3 separate regions of the Hordeum vulgare genome follow, and all the other regions are linked to region 1. A link is a contact called in public Hi-C data. All regions are on one chromosome and are shown on one strand. The core of a region is the stretch at or near the end of the contact, and the rest is flanking DNA. Distances in the headings are between cores, read along the strand shown.

The links. A called contact is a pair of places that touch in the nucleus more often than the background predicts.
Region 2: a contact with region 1 is called in a Hi-C map of leaf, with 2.2 times the contacts expected there. The contact joins the promoter of LOC123407526 here to the enhancer-like site in region 1. A contact is called at or near these places in 2 of 6 Hi-C or Micro-C datasets (leaf and seedling).
Region 3: a Hi-C map of leaf shows a contact between it and region 1, with 3 times the contacts expected there. The contact joins the promoter of LOC123410149 here to the enhancer-like site in region 1. A contact is called at or near these places in 2 of 6 Hi-C or Micro-C datasets (leaf and seedling).

What each region holds. Positions count from the first base shown.
Region 1 is chr7H:128,297,734-128,300,433 of MorexV3_pseudomolecules_assembly, reverse strand. No RefSeq gene overlaps it. Among protein-coding and RNA genes, the nearest start is that of LOC123408237, 160 kb to the right of the region's middle. Within about 2 kb of position 1,288, at least 3 of the 3 cell types and tissues checked have open chromatin away from gene starts, as enhancers often do. A contact at or near this core is called in leaf and seedling, where this site is marked.
Region 2 is chr7H:128,945,911-128,948,610 of MorexV3_pseudomolecules_assembly, reverse strand. It overlaps LOC123407526 (pentatricopeptide repeat-containing protein At3g14580, mitochondrial-like), which reads right to left and starts at 1,402. Exons shown (of 4, transcript XM_045100686.1): 1 at 1-1,402. The coding sequence starts at 1,187. The coding sequence ends at 96. It overlaps TRNAR-CCG (a tRNA gene), which reads left to right and starts at 1,497; the gene lies at 1,497-1,569.
Region 3 is chr7H:127,512,086-127,514,785 of MorexV3_pseudomolecules_assembly, reverse strand. It overlaps LOC123410149 (protein NOI4-like), which reads right to left and starts at 1,251. Exons shown (of 3, transcript XM_045103044.1): 1 at 1,048-1,251. The coding sequence starts at 1,053.

The sequences.
Region 1 (2,700 bases), core at 39-2,538:
AGAACTATAAAAAACAGAAGAAATCCATAGAAAACCTGTGGAAAACTAGACTTCTAACAGTGGAAAAAAAGGGAAAATAAATAGAAAAAGAAGTCGAGCTGATTGGGCCCGGCCCTCTGTTTCCCACTAGGCGATTCGTATTTGCAATTGGGTAGCTCCTAGTCAGCGGTCCAGTTGTCCGGTAACGATCCAGGAAACACTCTATTTGACGCTCTTTGGGTCAAATAGGCGGACAAACGCACAGAAGCTGTCAGCCAGCGACAGGTTTGGGCCAGCCCATTAGCAATACCAGTTTTCGGAACCTAGGATTTTAGCAAATTTTCTTCGGTTTTGGGAACTATCTACAAGATTCCCTGAACTGGTTTTCATTTTTAACTTTTTTTTATTCTTTTTTTTCTGTTTCTGTTTAAAAATGTTTCGGAATTTAAAGAAATATTTAAAATTGAAAAAAATAGTTCTGAAATTTGAAAAAATGTTCCGTATTTTGAAAAATATTCCGCAATCTGAAAAATGTTCCTAAATTGAAATTTTGATTCAGATTCTCAAAAATTGTTCGGTAATTTGAAAAAATGTGCCGAAATTTATAAAATGTTCCAGAATTTGAAAAACGTTCCGGATATTCATAAAATGTTCCGGAAATTGAAACAATATTCTGAAATTTGAAAAAATGTTCCGAATTTGGAAAGGTGTTGCGGAATTCGAAAAGGTGTTGCGGAATTTGAAAAAATGTTCTGGAATTTTCAAATTCAGCAACATTTTTCAAATTGCAGAACATTTTTTTCAAATTAAGGAACACCTTTTCAAATTCCGGAACATTTTCCCAAATTCGGAACATTTTTCCAAATTTCGGAACATTTTTTGACATTCCGTAACATTTTATGAATATCGGGAAAAAATTCAAATTTCGGAACATTTTTTGCAAATATGCAAAAAAAATTCAAATTTAGAATCAGTTTTCACATTGCGGAATATGTTTTCAAATTACCGAACATTTTTTCAAATTTCAGATCATTTTTTCAAATTCTGAAACATTTTTGTCAATTCTAGAACATTTTGAAAATTCTGAAACATTTTTTGAAAATCCAAATCATTTTTAAACAGAAACAGGAAAAAAAGACTAAGAAAAAAAAAGCTAAAAATGATAAATAGTTCAGGGAATCTTCTAGATAGTTCCCAAAAATGGCAAAAAAACTGGTTCCGAAAACAGGGATTGCTATGGCCCGGCCCAAACCTGTCGCTGGCAGGCAGCTTGTGTGCGTTCCCCGCGTATTTGCCGCATAGTGCGTCAAATAGAGTTTTCTTGGAGATCCCAGGATCCAGCGCCTACAATTTCACTGCAACGGTCTGGCCCACTAAGACGCACGCAATCAGTCCAGTTTTTTTATTCTATTATTTTGTTTTACGTTAATCCAGAAAGAAAAATCGTCCAAATTTTGTATTTATTATGAAACTGAAAATATTAAACTAAAAATATTTTACAGACTTGAAGAAAAAGTTTCATCCATTTTAAAAAGTATTCATATATTTTAAAAAGTTTCATCAATTTTTTTAAAATTTAATTGAAATTGAAACAAAACTTCAGAAATATGGAAAAATCACAATAAATTTGTAAAAAAACTTACTAAATTTGAAAAACAAATCACAGATATTGAAAAAAAGTTCATGTATTCTTTCAAGAAGTTCATTGAACTGAAAAAAAAGTTTAAAACCTTAAAATTTTCATTAATTCTGAAACAAAGTCGTCTATTTTAAATAGATGTTCATCCATTTCAGAAAATTTCATAAAACTTTAATATTTTGTAAAAGGTTGATCGATTTCCCGAGAAAACTTCATCAAGTTCTTAAAAAATTCATTGAAATTTAAACAAATTCATCGATATTCAATAATTCATAGAGTTTTTCAGAAAAAGTCATCATCCGACGACTAGATGGGCCGGCACATTTAAGAATGCTGCAGGCGCCAGTTAACAAAATGCACGTTCATTGGCGCATGCAGCGCTAAATAGAAAATGCCTTGCAATTGGTACGGGCGAGACATATCCCTAGCGGTCACAAGACAGCGCAACAGGCTTTTAGGAGCAGCTCTCGAGATGAATTTGAATATGGTCATGAATTTACTAAAATCGTTAATTAAGACATACTCTTTGCAAAGGTCGCTATTATTTCCTTAGGTTGTCAAAATTAGTATATTACATGTGCGTCAGTTGTCATAACCTAGAAGTTATCTATTTTTCATAGATTTGTTTATCAAAACATTTTATCTCTTAAACCGTGCGTCTAAATCTTGAACCGTTTTCACCTTAAATTCCTCGTGTTGACGTCTTCAAAACTAGATCTCAGGATGATAATTTTCTATGAATTGTTTTCCATGAAACACATTTTTTTAATTTTTTTCCTTTCCGAAAAGGCACAACTATTCCTGTCGTGAAAAAATAACGCCTTTTTGTTCTTTTCGAAGAGGTACAGGCATGTGCCTTACGGAAGTAAATCCGTGCAGGATGAAAAGTAAATTTATGACTCCCACGAGAAAAAAATAATTATCCATTCTCCGAGAGGCACAATTTTGCCCCTCGCGAAAACAAATCCATGCCTTCATGAAAAGAAAGTCTATGCCGCTCGCGGTAGGAAATAATATGTTTTTATTTTCAATTTTCCTAGAGGGACATGTGTGCCTCTCACGAGAGCAATTTTATGCTTCCG
Region 2 (2,700 bases), core at 153-2,652, 650 kb before region 1:
ATCCACGCAGAAAGCAGGTTGGTTCACTAGTTCCAGTAACAAAATAATCTCATTGCTCAAGTGTATTGTCAGGTCCACGGGCATGAACATACATTTCAGCATAAGGATGTAAGAAGTTTTGTCCAAGTACTCATCCGAGGAACAAAACCTTGGTCCACCATTTGCTTCAAGACATGATGTGCATCATCTAAGCAGTTAACACTACAGAAGCCATCAATTAGCAGCTTGTAAGATGAGAAACTAGGTCTCAGACTTTCAGCACTCATCATACCAACCAGGTCCTTCGCCTCCACAAAGTTCTTTGAGGCCACAAGGCCATCAAGAAGTACCTGATAAGTCCCTGAATTAGGATGGCAGCCCTGAGACGACATCGACTTGAACAGATCATATGCAGAGGTCACCCTTCCCTCTCTGCAGAGACCAGATACCAATATATTGTAAACAACCGTATCCGCATCGATTTCCTCCTTGCGCATTCTCTCAAACAGCTCGAACGCCTCATCCACCCGGCAGTTCCGGCAGAGGAAATGCATCAGGGTCGAATAGGTCATCGCATTAGGCCGGCAGTCCTGCTTCGGCATCTCATCCAGCAGCGAAAGGGCCTCGTTGAATCTCCCAAATTGGCACAGCCCCTTGATAAGGATGTTGAAGCAGCAGGTGTCCAGTTCCACGCCCAGCCTGGGCGCGCTGGAGTACACCTCGTGGACAACCTCGTACTGCCGCCTGCACACGAGCATGTGGAGCACATAGTTGAAGGTCTTGGTGGACGGCCAGCAGCCGTACTCGGACATCGCGTAGAGCGTCTCCATGGCCTTCTCGGGGTGGTTGGCCACATTGCCGTACATCTTGATGAGCCTGTAGAAGAAGTCGTCCGAGAACCTGAACCGCTCGGCCCTCGCCCTGGCCAGCAGCTCCTCCACGTCGCCGAACCGCCGGGCGCCGGCGAGCCGGTCGATCATCAGGCCGTAGAGGGCCTCGCTGGGCTTGTAGTCCCTCCGGGCGCAGGCCTTCCTGAAGACGCTGGTTATCAGAGCGGCGTCCCTGATGCTCGCGAAGATCTTGAGCACCTCGTTCGGGGCGAGCCAGTCCCTGTGGTCCAGCCGGCCGATCCAGTGGCCGTCGTCGCAGGCCGTGGAGCGCAGCCTCAGGAATGGGGGAACCGCGCGCCGCGCCAGGGGTCTCGACATGCTGCCGCCGGGAAGTGGGAATCGGATGGGGGCGGGGCTGGACTACTCGAGAAGTGGTTGGAGAGTTTATCGGGGAGGTGGGGGTGTGCGTGGCAAGGAAGGAGGTGGACTGCGCTGGGGGAGGTTCGGTGGCCGGCGGCGAATGGGTGAGGACTGAGGAGAAGAGAGGCGGAGGCGGAGGCGTCGCTGGGCGGCGGCGATGTGCGCCTAGTAGCATGGTGGGCCTTGGGCTCTTTCTTAGGGAAAGCCCAACTCGTGTGGTTTGTGTAAACTAATATATAAACTATATTATGAGACATCTCACAACATGACCGCGTGGCCTAATGGATAAGGCGCTCGCCTCCGGAGCGGGAGATTCTGGGTTCGAGTCCCAGCGTGGTCGTTCAATTTTTTTCTTTTTTTTCTTTTCTTTCTTTTCTTTTCTTTTGTTTCCTGAATTGATTTAGACTTAAGAAAGCTTTAAACAGTTAAGATACTTTTGTGGTCAGTCTCCCTCGCTAGTCTTCCCTTCACATTTTTCTTATGATTTGTGATCTTCATAATTAACAATGCCTCGGCTCCGGTCAATAGTTTATGTTAGTGTTTTTTCATTGCTGGTTTCAATGGTAAAGGGCGAATCCTTGCCATTTTCCATTTATATAATTGCATTGAGGATACGCGCCACCAACAACCAAGTAGTAACACATTTCGCATCACTAACCTCATAAGTTCTATCCGTATTGAATCGACACAGCTTTTTTTTTTTGAGACAAGAATCGACACAGTTGTTGCAGCACTAATCTAATTTCGATTTCAATGGGCTGAGGGTGTGGGCCCAAACACACAAGGAATCCAAAGAAAATGTCTCCAGTCTTTGGTATTCACTTTGTGCGTTCGGTTTATTCGGTTTACATGGCTCGATTTATATGTTTTTCAGTTTGAACAGTATTAATACTTCGGTAAATACGGTATGAATTTTAGATACGGTTCGGTTTCGATATATACCAAATTATTTTGGCATGAATTGGTATATACCATAAAAATCAAAGTTTACACGAATTGGAAAGTGACACATAACAATTTACAAATTTGTGACTCAGTTCACATATTCTTTTATACAAAGAGTATATAACTATATGCAAGTGTATATGCATGCATGTATTCAATGGTCATGGACGTGCTTGGAATTCTTTTCACGAGAAATATGACTATGTTACAAGAAACATAGATGCGCTTAACAGGAAATCTAGCTTTTGTCCAAAAAATAACTACTTGTATGGTTATTTGCCCCAAGATATATAAATATGTTTTTTATTTCGGTTTATTCTGTTATCCATTCGGTTTTTTTATATATACCATAAAAACCAAAATTCAAAACAGTATGAAAAGTTCATAGTATATCGGAACCATAAACCATAAAAACCATAAAATTGGTTCGGTTCAATTTATATTCGCTATGGTTTTTCAGATCGGTTTTAAAATGCACACAGTGATTTGATATGCACTCCCGGGCAATCAGTAGTGATTTGATATG
Region 3 (2,700 bases), core at 2-2,501, 790 kb after region 1:
CACCTAGCTGATTGCTGGATGCAGCAGTAGGAGATTTTTGTTATAAATACAGGTATATTCAGAACCCAGACCATAACAGTTAGCCTCCTGAGAAGAAAACAGGAGCCTATAAGTGCTGCCCTTACACATAATCTGATAATCCATGATGCAGTCAAGACACATCAGTGGTGCATAAATTTTAGCTCTGTCCTGCTCATATTACAGTATCCAATGTAAAGCTGTAATCACAAAATGATACCATTATCACCTGGTATGATGCTGCTAGCAAACTCCTACTATTTACTTATTTTTGACCAGCATCCAATTTCACATACCAGTGCTAACAATTTTCAGTTATATTGATGACATGAAACTTGAATAGCCACCAAGCAATCAATGCTATGCACCAAAACATAGTCATTAATTGGTTATGCTTTTGCTTTAGAAACTTTGTGTGCCTCAAAATGTTTGATCAGTTAAGACCCCTAGAATACCTGGATATTGGCCAACCCAGGAAACAAAACAAGTCCACAGACATCCTAGAAGTGCTAGATATTGACCAACCTACTAAACGAAATGGACCTTACCCCTTGCAAGTTCACCCGCGACCTGTACAAAAGCCGCATAACTATGCAGCATAGGTCAACCAAAATGTTTCGTGTTCAATCAAACAGGAGTCTCCAAATGGTTGCCGAAATGATCGATTTACCCAACTAATCGCAAACGTCTTGGCTGGGAGGCGACCCTTCCAGAGCCTTTCATCAATACACATAAATAAACCGAACATAAAACCAACGCTCAGCAATTCGGTCTGGGAAAATCCGGAACGAATTTCCTCTCTACGCCTATGTTCCAAGGCAGCAGCCAAGGATCACTCCCGTGCCGAGCATCTGGTTTCCACCCCCTACTCCATACCGATCCTCCCAATCAACAAACTAATACTAATAATAATAACCGATGAAGGCCACAGAAGGCGACGTTTCGCCGGCGTCGATCTAGGCAGGAAACAGCGCCGGAAACCGGCGGGAAAAAAACGGCAGGGAGCGCGCGGGGAGCGTCGTCGCTTACCGACATGGATTGAGCGCGGCGGCGGTCCGATCCGCCGAGGGGGAGGGAGAGGGGCTTGGGGGAAAGTTTCGTCGGCTGCTGGTGGGAGGAGGAAGGGGAAAGGGACGGGGATAAGGGCGAGCGACGGAGCGGAGGAGGAGACGACGAATCGAAGTGGAAAAGGAGCAGACGGATTTATACCTCGAGACGGGGGAAACGCACCCCGCAGCCCCGTAAAAACAGATATTTTTTCCCGTCCCAAGCGAAGCGAAGCAGAGAGAGGCAGCGGGAGGTTTTCTACGGGGGACGCGCACGCATGTGAGCCGCGCGGCCGGCGGGGCCCGCGTGTCGGCCGGTGCGGGGTCACCGTGGGCTGGGGCTGGGGTTGGAGCGGAGCGGAGCGGGGGTTGGGGGGTGGCGACGGCGCGGAGACAGAGTGGAAACGCGCGAGGAGGGGCGCACGTCGGTGTGTGTGTGTGGGCTGGCGCTCCGCTTGGAATCTCGACTCGACTCGACTCGACTCGACTGGAGTTGTATACTGGCGGCTTTGTTTACTGGCAGCCAGAAAAGAAAACAAAGCCCAGCTACGCCTGTTTTGTCCGTGCTAGCTTCGGCGTGGGGGCTGTGACTTGTCAGGCCATGACTTCTTATATTATTGATTGATGATGGATTGATGGTGCTAGTCCGTCAGCCGCTGCTTGACCTCAGTTTACTTTTCACTTCGAGGTAGAAAATGGAGGCGGGGAGGTCGCCTACAACATTGGCTTAAGCTAGATTAGCAACCCATAAATTTACTTTCGCATCCATACGCGACCGCGAATATGGATACGGACACCCAACGTTAGTTGTATATATCAGATAAATAATTCAACAAAATTCGATCAACCCAGGCGAATTTCATTCAAGTTCGGATATAATTTATATAAAACGTCGATCATGGGCGTCGGTGATGGTGACGTCGATCCCATCTATCGGAGCAAACGCTCTATCATGATCTTCATCTGAGGGGTGAATTCTTCGTCCGTCAGAGCCCCCTCATATTTGTTTCTTATTTATGAAAGAAATCGCGCTCGAACCGTTTATGCGATACAGATTTATGGATCAACATTGAAGATGTCCGTACAGTAAATCAATCTCGGCGCTTTTGCGTAATTGGCCCAGAGGGCTGGTCCCGTTCGGCTGCAGCGTCAGCTCGAGCCGGGTCCCGTGGCTAGCCAGTGTCGTGTTGCTTTCATCTCGTCTCCGATTGCTTGCATCGGACAAAGCTTGTCCTTCATTGTTCTGTTATATAGGTTTTGCTACCAGGTGAGGTATCTATGCCAAGTTTGTTTATACAGACAGTGAACTGCAGCATATACCCAAATGGCTTGTCAAGAATCCAGAATTTTTTGTGATCCTCTCGCGGTAGACCTTCCGATGCCGTCCCGTCTAATCTAATAAATGGATGAATGGTACCGAGAGCGAGAGACTGGGTCAGAGTCAAATCACATTGTAAGCCATGACGTTTTAAACAAATCCAGAGCGACAGCCACTGATAGTATAAAACAGTCTGCGCGCACAAATATTCAGAGGAAGCAGTGCACTTATGGCTTATGGGGGCCTTGGCATGATGATAATCGAGCTGATCGCAATAAAGCACACATGGACGATCAGACTGTGGTTGCAAGAAAAATT